Regions from separate parts of the Mus musculus genome. Here regions 1, 2, 3 and 5 are each linked to region 4. The links are chromatin contacts, called in public Hi-C and Micro-C maps. All regions are on one chromosome and are shown on one strand. The core of a region is the stretch at or near the end of the contact, and the rest is flanking DNA. Distances in the headings are between cores, read along the strand shown.

Region 1 (2,700 bases), core at 44-2,543, 370 kb before region 4:
CAATTCTGTTCTAGACACAGATTTCACTCTGCGCTTCAACATCTACACTTATATTAGTCAACTTAGCAACAATTTGTATGAAGAACAATTTAAAAATGAAGTCCATTCTAGAGTCTTGCTTTTTTTTTTTTCTCTTTTCAGAATGGTAAACATTGAGGACAGGGATTCTAAAGCCTGCTTCCTTCCAGGACACACAATGCATGAGGTATGGCAATCCTCAATAAATGCTTAAAAATGGCCCTGATCAGCACAGGGAAAGTTAGAAGAGCAATTGAAAATACTATCACCAGCTAAAAGTAGGCCTCCTTACCCATGAATATAAATGACCACTTTAGAAATATTTTATAGCAGATTGGCAAGGGAGGCAAGAGAGACATCCGGGGTTTGATGTTACATTTAAACTCGCTAAAGTGTTTAAACAGAACTGATTTCCAGCTCTAACCAACGTGATTTTCATTGTCATGAACCACATGGGTTACTGTGAAAGCGCTCAATGGATCCTCAGGAAATCTGATTTCATTATCACTTCTCAATGCGCTCCTTGTGTATATCCGGGTATCTGGTGTTAAAATCTCTGAACGGGAATAGAAGTAGAAACAGCAAATAGAAAAACCGAGTAAGAACAATAAGATGTTGGCTTTCCTAGAATTTTAAATTTGCCCATAGATGAGTTATTTCACGTCTCGAGTTTGAGATATTTCGCTGAGGAGGAGTGAACGAGGTGAGGTGAACGCCAGTATCAGAGGGGCGACAAGAAAAGGGTTGGGAAGCCCTCGGTGGCAACCGGCCAGGATCAGGGAAAGGAAAAACAAAGTTGAGAAGAGTCACCGGCCAGGGAAGGCAAGGGTGGCAGTTGGCTGCAGAAAGGGAGCCGGCCTGCCCGGGGCGAGCCTCGGGATGTCTCCGAGAGGGGCGCGAGGCCGTGGAAGTTGTTCCTGAGGGGAGAGAAGGGCAGCATCTCGAGAGGGTGAAGGCCTGGGACGCAGAGCCAACCCAAAGGCGCAGAGGGCGGTGGCGACCTGACAGGACGCGGGCGGGGAAGGAAAGGGCGACGACTCATACCTGGATGAGCACTTTCACGTACATGAGCGGCTGGGACAGGATGGTGAGACCGGAGCCCAGGAGCACCTGACTGGCCGCGTCCGCCATGATGGCACCCGCGGACGGACGGACAGACGGAGTCACCAAGCGACACAGCCGGTTCCAGATCACGTGTCGGGGGCGCCGGCTTCACTGGCCCGCCCGCGGCGCGCCGCCCGCTTAGGCTCCGCCCACCGGCCCGCCCAAAGAAACGGCAGGCGCTCGCGAGGGGCCGCCTGGGGCGGGGCTTGTGGGAGGGACGCGCATGCGTCTGGGCGTGGGCTCCTCGCGCCTCTAGGAAAGGCGATTTCTCTTGCGCCTGCGCAAGCCGGAAGTGTCCGGAAGGAGTAGGGAGGGAATGGTAATGATGGGGTGGTGGTGGGGTGACCCTGACGGCAAAGGCAAGGTCAGCGGACTAACAACTGGAAGAACTGAGTTATACTCCTATCCTCTTTCAGGCTTTGACGACGTAAAGTTTGATGGTTGTTTTCCGTTAGAGTTGTCATGTCTAATGAACAACAGATCCTGTCTGGCTTAACAGTGAATTCTGCAGGTCCCTGATTTTGCGTTTACCATTAGCTCAGTGGTAGAGCACTTCCCGACATCCTTGCTTTCAGTCCTCAGTACTGGAAAGAAAAAGCAACTACAACAAAATGTGCCCCCTCGGGGTCAGATGTGGCGGCACAGACCCTTAATCCAGCACTTGGGAGGCAGAGGAATGTGGATATGTGAGTTCAAGGCTAATCTGGTTTACAAACTGGATACCCGGTAAACCAGGGTTACATGGTGACATACTGACCAAAAAAAAAAATTTTTTTTTCATGTCTTCTCTGACTACTCGAAATCCATTTTATCCGTATTTCCTACCCGTTGCCTTGTGACACCTGTCACTGGGAAATTGTCTTTGACAGTTGAGAGTGTCAACTCTGGGTTCAGGAACCGAGATGGCCTTTGTACACTATTTTCCCCCAGTGCCTGGCATGTACCAGTGCTCAAGATTTATTAAAGCTCAGTGCCAATCGGGCTACCCAGGCTGTTAGAGGCAAAATGAAGAAAAGGCATTGCTCCAGCTCTGGCCCCTTTGTTCTGTAGCAGACACCACTTAGTGCAAGCACTTAGTGTGTACTGCTGAGAATGAACAAGGAACCGAGTTTGGAATCTGGCTTTCCTTTTGGATCCATGTGTCACTTTCCTTTTTAAATTTTTTAGTGTTTGTATCTAAATATAAGGACAATGCAACTAACTCAGTGTATTTTTATGAACATTAAGTGAAACTGTATATATGGAGTTTTTGAGAAATTGGCTGAAATACAGAAGTTAGTCCTAATATGGCCTTCTATTCAGCCCAGAACTAGCTGATATTGGGAGGCAGTTTGTAGGTCAGGCACACGGGCTTTGAAGTCCAATGGGCCTCATCCAAAGTCTACCTCTGCCAGTTACAGTGTGACCTTATATAGGTCATCCCAACTCTTCAAAACTTTTAAGCAAATAAGTATAATAATATCCACTTCAAAACATTATCTCAAAGCAATATGGACCTAGCCTGGCATACACAACAAAAATGCAATAGTAAATGGTAGCTTTTTATTCTAAAAAAATTACATGTTGCTCTTAATTAAA
Region 2 (2,700 bases), core at 51-2,550, 410 kb before region 4:
CCACTCTGTTTCTTCATACAAAGCTCTTTTGGACATATAGATAAGCCCTCTTCCATTTTATGGATGAGAAATCTGGTGCCTAAACGAGGGGTACACGTTTTGGCTCAAGGTCATCCACTGAACTCTTAGCCTTAAACAGAGGGTTTGTTCTTTTTTTCCATTTCAAATCAGTGCGCTTCTCTACCAGCTCTCCCTCTTACACAAAGGTCAATGTGTTTCCCGCCTCAGTGACCCCTTTTGCAAAACCAGAAGAGACAAGGGAGCGAAGGAGGAAGCAAACAAAGGCAAGCACAGCCTCTGTCATTTGTTTGCTGAGAGGTGGGAGCTCTCCCTCTGCCCGGCAGCTTTCCTGGCAGGTCTTCGCTCGAAGCTCCTGCCCACCTTATCCTTTGCCACCTCCCCTCTAAGTCAGATGAACCCACCAGTGCCAAAGGTTCTTGTGTGTCCAATACCCTTCCTACCTTCCGTACTCCACTGCACATGCCCCTGAACCCTGGATCCTTTCCTCTAACAATCCCATTCCCCAGCAGGTCAGAGGAGGATGGTAAGGCGTCAGGTGGGTCTCAGAGCTCCAGGAAAGGAAATGGCTGCACAAAGCTCTGTCCAGGTGAAGCTCAAAAATAGTCATCTTCAAAGAGGAAAACTGGGACAGAGCTGGATAGACCCAGAGCCATAGAACCAATGGAGAAGGTGCAGCGATGTCAGACTAAGGGCATCTCCAAGCCCCTAGCGCCTTGTTCCCATATCCCAGTTAACACTGCTTTCAAACCGTGCCAGAACCCCCCTGTATCTTCCTTGAAAGTCCGCATCCTTCCAAGAATGTGAGCCCCACTTTTACAGAAGCAGTCAATAAGTCCCTTCTCGTGGGGAAAAATGCCCCATTAAGGGGTCCCCGCAAGCCCCTTTTCCATTATCCCTGCCCTCCACCCCTCCCTCTGAAGTAAAAGCCCCTGAGCCTCTTTCATGAAAAAGCGCCCAGGTCCTCCTTTCCAGGAAAAGGGACCGGGTCCCTCGTGCCTCCCGCCGCCCCCGCTCGCATAGAAGAGAAGCCTGCGCCCCCGCCTCCTCCGGGCTGCCCTCACCTGGCTGGTGGCGGGCGGGTCGGCTTCGGTCCCAGCCGGCTATCCTGCTCGGTGAGGACGCCGGGCTACACACTGGTCGCCCGCGCTGCGGCTTGACCGGGCCTCCAGGGGTGGCGGGGGTTTAGCCGGCGACGAGTGGGGACCCCGGCAAGGGAGGCGTGAGCAAGTGGGAAGGACAGCAGAAGCTGAAGCGGAGAAACGCAAGGGCGGGGAGCAGGGGAGGCGGAGGGGAGAGCGGAGGACGAGGGAGGGGCGCCGAGCAGTTGGGCCTGGGGCACCGCACCGAGCCTGCGCTGAGCATGGGACCCTTCCTCATTCCTGGATCCTGAGCGTTACCCACCGGGTGCCGCGCTCAGGCGTCATTGATCCAAGTTAGCAGGTGGGGAAACCGAGGCCGCTAGAGAGGCCACCCTAGGGTGGCCCAAGGCATCCTACAGACCAGCTTTCTGGTTTGTGTGGGGAGAGAGGACTCGGGCAAGGCATGGACTGTGCTGCAAGCAAGGACAGTAGGAGGTGAGATTTTGTATGGGACAGATGTCCACGCTGAGTGGCCTTGGGGGGAAGGTCTGAGGGAAGAGAATGATAAATGGGTCAATGTCCTTAGTAAAGTAAGAGGTGAAAATGCCCCACTTTTCCTTCCTCACTTCTGAGTCTGCAAATGCCCCTCCCCCTGCACCTCGTGCGTGTGCTAGCAAGGCTGGAGGAAGGACAAAGCTGCAGACATCAGCACATCAGCTTGAGACCCTCTGAGAAGAACAAAGAAGGTGCAGGATCCTTGGGACGTACTGAATTTTTCTTTTCCGGAAAAGGTTGAGAAGGGCAATAGGAGGTCCCCGTGTGGGGCATGGACTTTCTGGGGAGCTATGCCCACACTCGTAGGAGTCCAACAACACCTCAGGGGCTGAGATCAGCATCTCCTCCACGCCCCACGCCCCCCCTCACCCTCACAGGCTCGCAGAAGCCCTGGCCCTCAGGAGCTTTCCTTCTGGAATTCTCCACATACCTGGCCCCAGTTACTGGAGTATAAATTACCCATGGAGAAGTGATGAGCTTGGGCAGTTCCTCCACGCTGTTGGGTACAAGGAGGCACAAGGCAAAGTGCCTGCCTAGCCCTTGCCAGATCACAAATGTCTCCTTCTCCTTGAAAGCTGGGGAGGGGGGCACTCCAATGGGCAGGGCACTGAGGGTGGGATGAGTCCCACAGGGAAAGGCCAGGAGCCATCCTGTGACACCTGTGGTCCTCCTTAGGCACTGGACCTCTTATTCAGGGCAGGAAGGTGTGGGAGGGAGAGAGGCAGGACATTTGAATCCCAACTGGGGCTGGAAGACATTTGACACTTAATATGGAAGAACTCTCAACAAAGGAATCAGGGTGGGCTGGTAATGGGTAGATAACATGGCAGCCAGCAGGGCCTTGGGAAGGGAGAGGCCAGGGAAGGCATGATGGGGTGCTGGTGGGTGTGGGGGTAGTTAGGAGTGGAAGAGCCACAGATATACCAGATAGGAAGTTAGGAATCATCAGGGCTCAGAGAAAAGGGCCCAGGCTAAGTTGTAGTCTTTGCTTACTCCTACCTGGTTCAAACTGCAAGTGCTGGCAGTGCTGTGCCCTCTCACCCAG
Region 3 (2,700 bases), core at 126-2,625, 390 kb before region 4:
CCTAACCTTTGGCACTTCCTGCTCCTCGGAAGCAGATGCAGTACCTGACATTTGCCATGGAAACCTGGCTTTTCTAGGGAACTCTTTTGGCTGCCTTTCTGAGGTAGAGGTTGGTGCCACATAGTTTCAATTGGAGAGTTGGAGGCTTAGTGTCAGTTTGTACCCTCACGACCCTGCTCTTATATAACTGCTTTGTCTTGCTGTCCTCCAAGTCTGTCCTCTGCCCGGATTTCCCTGTAACTATCAGGATCTATTTGAAGATGTTCTTCAGGGTTGTGGCAAGTTTGTTCCAGAGCAGATGTTTTAATACAAATCGTACTTAAATGGTTGTAGACAAGTGATTTTGGACCCTGTCACTTCTGAGACATGGCCGTGAGACAGTGGTAGGCTAGGTTAGTGTGAGCAGACTTGTTTTTTTTAAGATTTATTTATTATTATATCTAAGTACACTGTAGCTGTCTTCAGACGCACCAGAAGAGGGCGTCAGATCTAATTATGGATGGTTGTGAGCCACCATGTGGTTGCTGGGATTTGAACTCAAGACCTTCGGAAGAGCAGTCGATGCTCTTAACCACTGAGCCATCTCTCCAGCCCGTGAGCAGACTTTTAACACACACATACAAACACACACACACACACACACACACACACACACACACACACACACACACACTACTAGGCCCTTAAGATTTCTCAAAACTCATGTAAGCACAACTAATGGAAGGTCAAGTTCTTATCTCCCCTAGAAATATAGTCTTTAAAAAAAGAAATAAAGAAATGGGCCAGGTGGCAAACACCACTAATTCCAACATTCTAGAGGCAGAGGGGGATGATGTCTTAAGTTTGAGGGCAGAGGCTCTGGACTGGAGTTAAGAGAGCTTTGAGCCACCTAGTCTGAGTGCTGGCAAAGGGAACTCAGGTCCCCTGCAACTGTGAGCCTTCTTAACTGTTGGTGTTGCCCCACCCAGCCCACTCCAGCTAGTTCTTCTAGAAAGCCCAATAGGGAGCTGAGCACTGTCAAACTATAATCCCAGCAAATGGAGGCTGAGGCCAGCATGGGCCACACAGAAAGACCCTGCCTCAGCTAAACTAAGCTAGGTCATTTTAAAACCAGCTGTGGCCAGGCTGATTCCAACCCTTGGGAATATCAGAAAGTCAAAGACAACTAAGCTATTATTTTGAGAGCTTATCTCACAACAGAACACTGCAGACCAGTAAAACAATCTAGAGAAAGTGCTAGAGACCAAGAACTCAACTGCAATTCTCCTCTTAGCCTTCTTTGGTGCTGGCATTTCAGCCATGAGGCATTGTGACTGTTTGAGACAGAGTCTACATAACTCAGACTGACCTCAGGCTGTGATCCTCTATGCTTCAACCTCCTAAACTGTCAGGATTATAGACAGGAACAGGACTCATTTCTGAGACAGGTTCTCAATATGTAACTTTAGTTGGTCTATAGCTCACTATGTAAATCTGCCTGCCTCTTCCTTCCAAGTGCTGGGATTAAAGGCATGTGCCACCACACTCAGCTAGTATCTGCTTTTTGATATAGCATCTTTATGTAATCTAAGTTAGCTTCAAACTTGCTATGTCATGGATGATCTGTGAACTCCTGACCTTCCTGCCTGTATCCCCCTGGTTTTGAGTTTGTATCACTGCCCCCATTTTTTCTGATCTGCAGTTAGAACCCAGTTACCAGCTTCTGTTAGGTAAGTGCTCTACCACTAAGTCACACCTCTAGAAATAAGACTTTTAATTTTCACTGAGCAATCCTAGACCATTCAGCAGGCCAGATGCACAGGCACAACCAAAGTTCTGCTGCCCTCTGGTGGTGGACAGGTTCTCACAGCCAGCGGTGCTCAGAACCGGGGAGCGTATATGTGTACAGAAGCAGCAGGCTAAGCATGGTGCATTTTCCTACATCATCTTTACTTGACTTTTTTTCTGGGAGAAAAGAGTAGGTAATGCAAAACACATTTTATATTAAAACAGATGCAGATAATAATGAATAGAATATAAAATTTACATTACTTTTGAGACAAAGTACTTTTGACATCAAAGACATTTCAAACTAAGCTACTCATGAGCTTCTGGTCGCATCCCTAACCCTGAGTGGGAGAAGACCCTGCGCGCTCACACTACCTAACATCATGGCCTCTGCTGCATTGACAGAAGTCTAAAAGCAGCAAAGTCAGTGCTTACTCATTTGGCAAAGTATCAGGAATCGACACCACAGGGCTTTCTCATCTTATGAGCATTTTAACTGCCATTGAAAGGCCTGAGTGAATAGGAAGGAGCTCAATGCTTGAGTTGAAAATTTTCCTTCTAAAGTGATTTTGCCTTCATTAAGTGTTTTTTACATGCCTAACTGAGGGTCTGACATTTGAGCTGGACAATATCCTAAGAACCATGTGGACTTTGGTCCACGTCATCAGATAAGGAGTTACACTTTCAAGGGTGTCATCAGAAATAAGACCCAAACTACTCACCTTCTGCAGTAACAAGAAGGAAACAAACGCTTAGGAGCAGAAGCTTATAGGCAATGGGAGCCGCGGTGAGGCCAGACCTTGGAGGCTGTGGGCACTGAGCACTCGGGGTGCTGCTGTGTGTGCTGCAGTGCTTGCTTCTCGTGCTACACGAGGCTAGGAGCTTCTTTGGAGTGAAAGGCCATCATACTCCCTTCCTTCCCAAAGCTTCCTT
Region 4 (2,700 bases), core at 133-2,632:
ACTGGGATATTTATGATAGTGCTCTCTGACTGGAGTTACTTTTAGACTTGTCTCTTTTCCTCATTTTTGGCAAACAGCTAGAGGGCAGGATGGTTTCAGGTGGTCCTTAGATGAATGGATTCCAGGAGGGGCAACGCTGTATTGATACCAAGGCGGGTACTATGGGCAGGTGCCAGAAGCCACCATCCTAAAGAGTGATGGTTTTGTAGTTGAACTGGGCAAAATACACTTGCTTCCTTGTGCTGGCATGGCCTCTTGTGTTCTCCCCCTCCCCTTGGGTCCATCCTAGACTGTGTTGTTGACATATTGCCTGGCTCAGATGAGCTAAGAAAGGTTAAGCTTGAGAGAGGAGATGGTAGAAAGTTTTGGGGGACCTTGGGGATTCCGTTCCATCTCAGCTAATTGGTTCTTTTCTGTGACACTTATTGAGCACCTACTGTATGCACAGTGTTTCTGCTCCTGTGGAGGAAACAGTGGTGAAGGAGTGAGGGTGGTTTAGTTTTCCTGGCTGGTTATAGAAGAGACTTCTGAAGGGGTGGCCTTTTTGGGCAGGCCCTAGAAAATAAGTTTTGGGGCACTGATTTTGCAAGAGGGAATATATGTTTAAATGTCCTAAGGGGAAATCAGCTTCAAGAATACGAGTGTCACCAAGACTAGAGGAGCCTGCTGGGTACTTAAGGGTGGATTTTTAATCTGAGGGCAGTAGGGAATTGTGGGGCATTTTCCCTTCTTTTGGTTATTTTCTTTTTCTCAGTCACCATACTTTGGAAATTCCAATTACCAAAAGCATGTATTTAAGAGACAATGGGATTTGCGACCTTGAATTACATTAGGCTTTGGGGAAATAATGTATGGTATGGATGATAGTGAGAACCGCCGAAGGGACTCCCTGGCTCCCAAACGAAAGACTAACATTGCCAACTAAATCTGTAAGGCCTCACATTCTGCTCCTTCCCAAAGCTATATACCAGATAATTAGAAACTGATTGCCCTCTACTGATAGACTAAAGAAGGTTACTATTGTATAGTGAGAGATTACAAACCTATTGACTGCACTTCAGCCATGGCTTTAACAGTAGGCTGGCCCTGGACATGGCTAAAGGGAAGAGCTTGTGGCCTGCATTTCCTTTTGTATTCTCTGTAAGGCAGTTCACCTCCCAGGGGCAGGAGGGAGCACTGGCTTGCGGAGCTGTGAAAAACACTGGGTTTATGTAGTCAGCAGCCCCATGGCCTCAGTGAACCCAGTTAATCTTTTGTATAGTTGACTTGCTCTTTCCCTGTATTTACAGCCCCAGGACGCCCTCTCCATGGCCGTCTGCCTCCCGTGCACTCGATACCCACCCCCAACTGCTCTGCTTCTGATTTGCATTTTCACGGTTGAATGGATCTGCTGACTTCCCTTTTCTTTTCCGTTACAGGTCCTGTGCGCAGGTGCGGGTGAGTACCTTGCTCCTTTCCATTCTTGTGTTGTTTGCTACTGCCCCCTAGTGGACACAGTTGCATTAATGGCTAACATGGGGGGAAAAAATCACAGGAAAAAAAGATAACAAGAATCCACTTATGGGGTTGGAGAGATGGCTCAGTGGTTAAGAGCACTAGCCTCTCTTCCAGGGGACCTGAGTTCGATTCCCAGCGGTGGCTCACAACTGTCTGTAACTCAAGTTCCAGAGGGTCTGGCATCCTTGCACAGACATGCAGGCAGAACATCAATGCATATAGAAACATAACAACCCCCCCAAAATACAATGAAGATAGAAACTGTAAGTGAAAGGAGCATTCAGTTAGTTGTTTAACCACAACTATAAAAATTCTTTGTTTTCTCAACTGAATGACGGTGATATAGCACTGTATTCCCAGTTCCTCGGGAGTCTACGTCAGCAGATTCTTTTGAGCTAGGGAGTTTGGGGGCTTCCTGGGGGACATAGTTAAACCACCAGCTCATAAAATCATTGGATTTCTTGTGATTTTCTTTCACCAGCCCACACCCATGTGTGAGATAAATATACTGAAACTGTAATACTGAATATTTCTATTTTATGTGATATGTATTATTTTGCAAGCACTTTCTTATGTTGCTGTTTTACTACACTTACAATATGGTGTTGTGGGATTATAGAAATTCTTGGAAAGCAGAGATAGCCTCCTATATTTTTTGATTTTGCGTGTCAGCCTGGGAGTGAGTCTATAGCTCATGGTTGCGTACTTGCCCGATACATATGAAGTTCTGGCATCCTTTGAAAGGTAAGTTATACAAAGTTCCTTTCCTCTTGGCCCTCCAGTGCTGTGTGGAGGCCTGAGTCCCAGTTGGAGCTGGGTACTTTTCCTGGTCTGTAGGAAGACAAGATAAATACAGATGCCTGCCTAATATTATGGTGACGATGGTTTATATAGCTAAATACATCCAGCTGAAAGCACTGTTCTGGGATCAAGACCTTACTGTTTCTGTAGGAGGATAATAGTAGTTACTACTTTAAAAAAAGGTATATTTTTGGGAAAAAAATGGTAGCATTTTTTGCCCCTAAAATTCAGGACTTTTTTTTTCTTTTCCAGCAAAGCCAAACCGAACCAAACCAACCAACCAAAAAACAACCCAAAGCCTAGGACTCATTGAGATAAAATGATTGGCTTGGTCTCCCCAAGGAGGGCAGAGCTTGCTGAACCCCTCTAATAAGGCAAATCTTTGTTAATAGCAGTAATTAT
Region 5 (2,700 bases), core at 34-2,533, 310 kb before region 4:
TCTTAACCAAAAGCACCAAACACGCTGCATAGGATACGGGAACAAAACAAGCAAACGCCAGGCAAATAGTGAATTATTCTATTTTGGGAATCATAATCTCCAACAGGTCTGGTGGCAAACACTAGTACTCCCAGCACCAGGGAAGCAGAGGTAGGAGGAGAACTCAAGTTCAAGGGTAGTCCGGGCAACAGAGTGAGTTCCATGCCAACCGGGGCTAAAAAGCCCATCCTTCCGCCGCCCCAAATATACCTCCAGCTGGACCAGCATGCCACCACAGTGAACCTTCTGACCTTGGATTGGGTTTCTGCGAAGTTATCGGAAAAAGAGTGTACCAACCTCCGGCTTTAGTTCTGTTTCCAACGCCGGGAACATGTTACTGCCGCATAGTATGATGTAGGCGAGTTAGTAGCACCGTACCCAGCTGCAATATCTGCCTGATTTCCAAACAGCTGATTACACAGAAGTTACAAATCCCCGTAGGAAAAGTGAAAAGAAACCTAACCAACCACCACCGCCAACAAATAACACCAAATCTGCAGACCCTGCCCTTTCACACCCACAACCACTCGGGGGTTAAACTCTTGCCAAGCCGGCGTCTTACGAAAGGAGAGGATGGTGGTTGCCAGCACACACCTGAGGAGCTGGGGCGCTCTGCGTGTCCCCACGCCTGGTCCACTAGATTCACCAGGAGCCTCATTGGCCCCATGCTTAGTTTACGCTGAGAACAGATGCCCAACACCAGGACGCCGCAGAAAAGGGAAAGGAACCGGGTTGGGGGCACGCGCAGAGTCGCCTCAGAGCAGTTGAAAAGGAAAGGTCAGGGGTCGGAAGCGAGAGCCCTGGAAACGTTCAGTTCTGAGCGCCCTGCCTCGGAGTGTGGACTGCCCAGAGGCAAGCCCAAGGAAGGACAGAGCAGAAGTTTCCACCGGAGCCCGCGGGGTGACACCGCGCTGCCTGGCTACCCCTTCCCCGCAGCTGGTCCCCAGGCCGGGTGGACGCTGCAGGAGCTTCTCCATCTCTCCACTCTCACTCTTTCTGCAGAGGCCAGCCTGGAGTCCTGTCCGTCCCAAAGCTCCTTGCCCCCTGCCCTCCTCGCCCTCTGCCCCCCTCTCCCCATTCCGCCCCCCCCCCCCGGCACTCTCCTCGCCCCCCTGCACTTCCTGTCCTCTCACTCCCTTCCTGCCTGGGATCCCCTGCTTGTCCCCTGCCAGCTAGGGCGCTCCTTCGCAGGCCCAGTCCCTCAGCTCACCTGCTGGAGTTTTCTGCGAGGACCCTGGGAGCCTAGCAACCGGGAGCCAGAAGCGGAAGGAGGGCAGGACCCCGCCCTCATCTGTAAGCTGCGAGCCTTGGGATGTCAGGCAACTTGCGTTTCACATTCCAACGGTTTACTGATTCAAATTTCATCTCAAACTTTACAGACACAGTCTGGGGACTGATGAGTAGAACAGTGCCGAGGGCCTTCATATTTCTACTTTCGGTAGTTGTAAAGGTAATTTACTTTGTTCAAGGGCCTGAAGCTTCTATTCCTTTGGGGGCTGGTGAGGGTTAGAACTGTATGTAGCAAGCAGCCAAGAGTTATTTAAAAAGAGCAGATACACTAGGAGAACACGAGGTCAGTCCTAGAGAGAAGGAATCAGGTTCATTCTAGTTTACTTCATTTCTTCTCCCTTTGACAAACGTAAAATGTCCTTCCCCCATCCCTGCCTTGTCTTGATTTGGTTTAAAATAGTAATTATTCCTTTTTAAAAAAATGTGTGTGTGTGTGTGTGTGTGTGTGTTCACCTGGAGGCTAGGTTTCAGATCCCTAGGGAGCTAGTTACCTGCAGTTGTGAGCTGTTTGAATTGCTAAGTGGGTGCTGCTCAAAGAGCAAGTGCTTTTAGCCCCTGAACAACCTCACCAGCCGCCTCCCCTTCACTCTTGTTTGCATGTGCAGGATGAGCAGGGGAACATGTGTACACTTTATGGAGTCAGTTCTTCCCTTCTGCCTTTGCATGAGTTTCAAGTGCCAGGCAAACACAAACCTTCTAGACTATCTAGCCAGCCTTGTTTTTTTTTTTTTAAAGATTTATTTATTATTATATGTAAGTCAGACACTCCAGAAGAGGGAGTCAGATCTCGTTACGGATGGTTGTGAGCCACCATGTGGTTGCTGGGATTTGAACTCTGGACCTTCGGAAGAGCAGTCGGGTGCTCTTACCCACTGAGCCATCTCACCAGCCCCCCAGCCTTGATTTTTAAACATTGTTTTAATCCGTGTGCTTGTTGTGAGTGCAGGTGCCCGCCCACTGAGGTCAGAGGTCTCCCTAGAGTGGGAGACCCGATGTGGTCTTGTGGACGCTGGAAACCAAATTTGGATCATCTGGAAGAGCTTTCAGAGCTGAGCCCCACTGTTACTTGAGACTTGTTCAAGGACTTGTGTGAGTCTCCATCGACTAAATGACCCTATTGTCTAAAAGTAAAGATGTGCTATTTTAAGGGCAAACCTCAGAGCTGAAGAGATGACTCAGAGGCAAAGAGCACTGGCTGCACTTCCTGAATTCAAATCCTAGCATCCACCTGGTGCCTCACAACTATAGTCCTATGGGATCCCTCTTCTGGTGTAGATAGATGTATATGCAGACAAAACATCCATATATGTAAAGAAATCTTTAACAAAAAGTTAAAGAGTAATTGACTCATAAAAGCTGGGCCCACAATCC

What was found. Hi-C and Micro-C count contacts between places; a contact is called where the count stands out from the background.
Region 1: a contact with region 4 is called in a Micro-C map of the G1E-ER4 cell line. The contact joins the promoter of Mtch2 here to the enhancer-like site in region 4. A contact is called at or near these places in 5 of 39 promoter capture datasets (the C10 cell line, cranial neural crest, frontonasal cranial neural crest and 2 more), 1 of 15 datasets of contacts at CTCF or cohesin (pro-B cells), 10 of 484 Hi-C or Micro-C datasets (CD4 T cells, CD8 T cells, the G1E-ER4 cell line and 5 more), 7 of 115 datasets of contacts at active chromatin or transcription factors (the 230-238 cell line, the SCID.adh cell line, embryonic stem cells and 2 more) and 1 of 9 other capture datasets (liver).
Region 2: a Micro-C map of embryonic stem cells shows a contact between it and region 4, with 2.6 times the contacts expected there. The contact joins the promoter of C1qtnf4 here to the enhancer-like site in region 4. A contact is called at or near these places in 11 of 39 promoter capture datasets (the C10 cell line, the HPC-7 cell line, cranial neural crest and 7 more) and 2 of 484 Hi-C or Micro-C datasets (both in embryonic stem cells).
Region 3: a Hi-C map of the G1E-ER4 cell line shows a contact between it and region 4, with 2.6 times the contacts expected there. The contact joins two enhancer-like sites. A contact is called at or near these places in 8 of 39 promoter capture datasets (the 3T3-L1 cell line, the C10 cell line, the HPC-7 cell line and 4 more), 1 of 15 datasets of contacts at CTCF or cohesin (pro-B cells), 7 of 484 Hi-C or Micro-C datasets (the G1E-ER4 cell line, the N1E-115 cell line, centroblasts and 3 more) and 1 of 9 other capture datasets (pancreatic islet).
Region 5: a contact with region 4 is called in a Hi-C map of the 63-12 cell line, with 2.7 times the contacts expected there. The contact joins the promoter of Agbl2 here to the enhancer-like site in region 4. A contact is called at or near these places in 8 of 39 promoter capture datasets (the 3T3-L1 cell line, the HPC-7 cell line, cranial neural crest and 5 more), 1 of 15 datasets of contacts at CTCF or cohesin (pro-B cells), 6 of 484 Hi-C or Micro-C datasets (the 63-12 cell line, B cells, the G1E-ER4 cell line and 2 more), 1 of 115 datasets of contacts at active chromatin or transcription factors (embryonic stem cells) and 3 of 9 other capture datasets (adipose tissue, embryonic stem cells and liver).

The regions. Positions count from the first base shown.
Region 1 is chr2:90,845,748-90,848,447 of GRCm38.p6, reverse strand. Mtch2 (mitochondrial carrier 2) reads right to left here and starts at 1,293. Exons shown (of 13, transcript NM_019758.3): 1 at 1,063-1,293. The coding sequence starts at 1,149.
Region 2 is chr2:90,884,386-90,887,085 of GRCm38.p6, reverse strand. C1qtnf4 (C1q and tumor necrosis factor related protein 4) reads right to left here and starts at 1,300. Exons shown (of 2, transcript NM_026161.3): 1 at 1,083-1,300.
Region 3 is chr2:90,865,851-90,868,550 of GRCm38.p6, reverse strand. It overlaps Mtch2 (mitochondrial carrier 2), which reads right to left. Exons shown (of 13, transcript NM_019758.3): 13 at 1,741-2,700. Among named protein-coding and RNA genes, the nearest start is that of C1qtnf4, 19 kb to the left of the region's middle. Within about 2 kb of position 1,375, at least 23 of the 459 cell types and tissues checked have an H3K27ac peak or open chromatin away from gene starts, as enhancers often do. A contact at or near this core is called in the G1E-ER4 cell line, where this site is marked.
Region 4 is chr2:90,473,708-90,476,407 of GRCm38.p6, reverse strand. It overlaps Ptprj (protein tyrosine phosphatase, receptor type, J), which reads left to right. Exons shown (of 24, transcript NM_008982.6): 2 at 1,419-1,437. Among named protein-coding and RNA genes, the nearest start is that of Olfr1274, 74 kb to the right of the region's middle. Within about 2 kb of position 1,382, at least 241 of the 459 cell types and tissues checked have an H3K27ac peak or open chromatin away from gene starts, as enhancers often do. A contact at or near this core is called in the 230-238 cell line, the 63-12 cell line, B cells and 15 more, where this site is marked.
Region 5 is chr2:90,781,310-90,784,009 of GRCm38.p6, reverse strand. It overlaps Agbl2 (ATP/GTP binding protein-like 2), which reads right to left and starts at 1,283. Exons shown (of 18, transcript NM_178755.4): 1 at 1,250-1,283; 2 at 337-434; 3 at 1-24.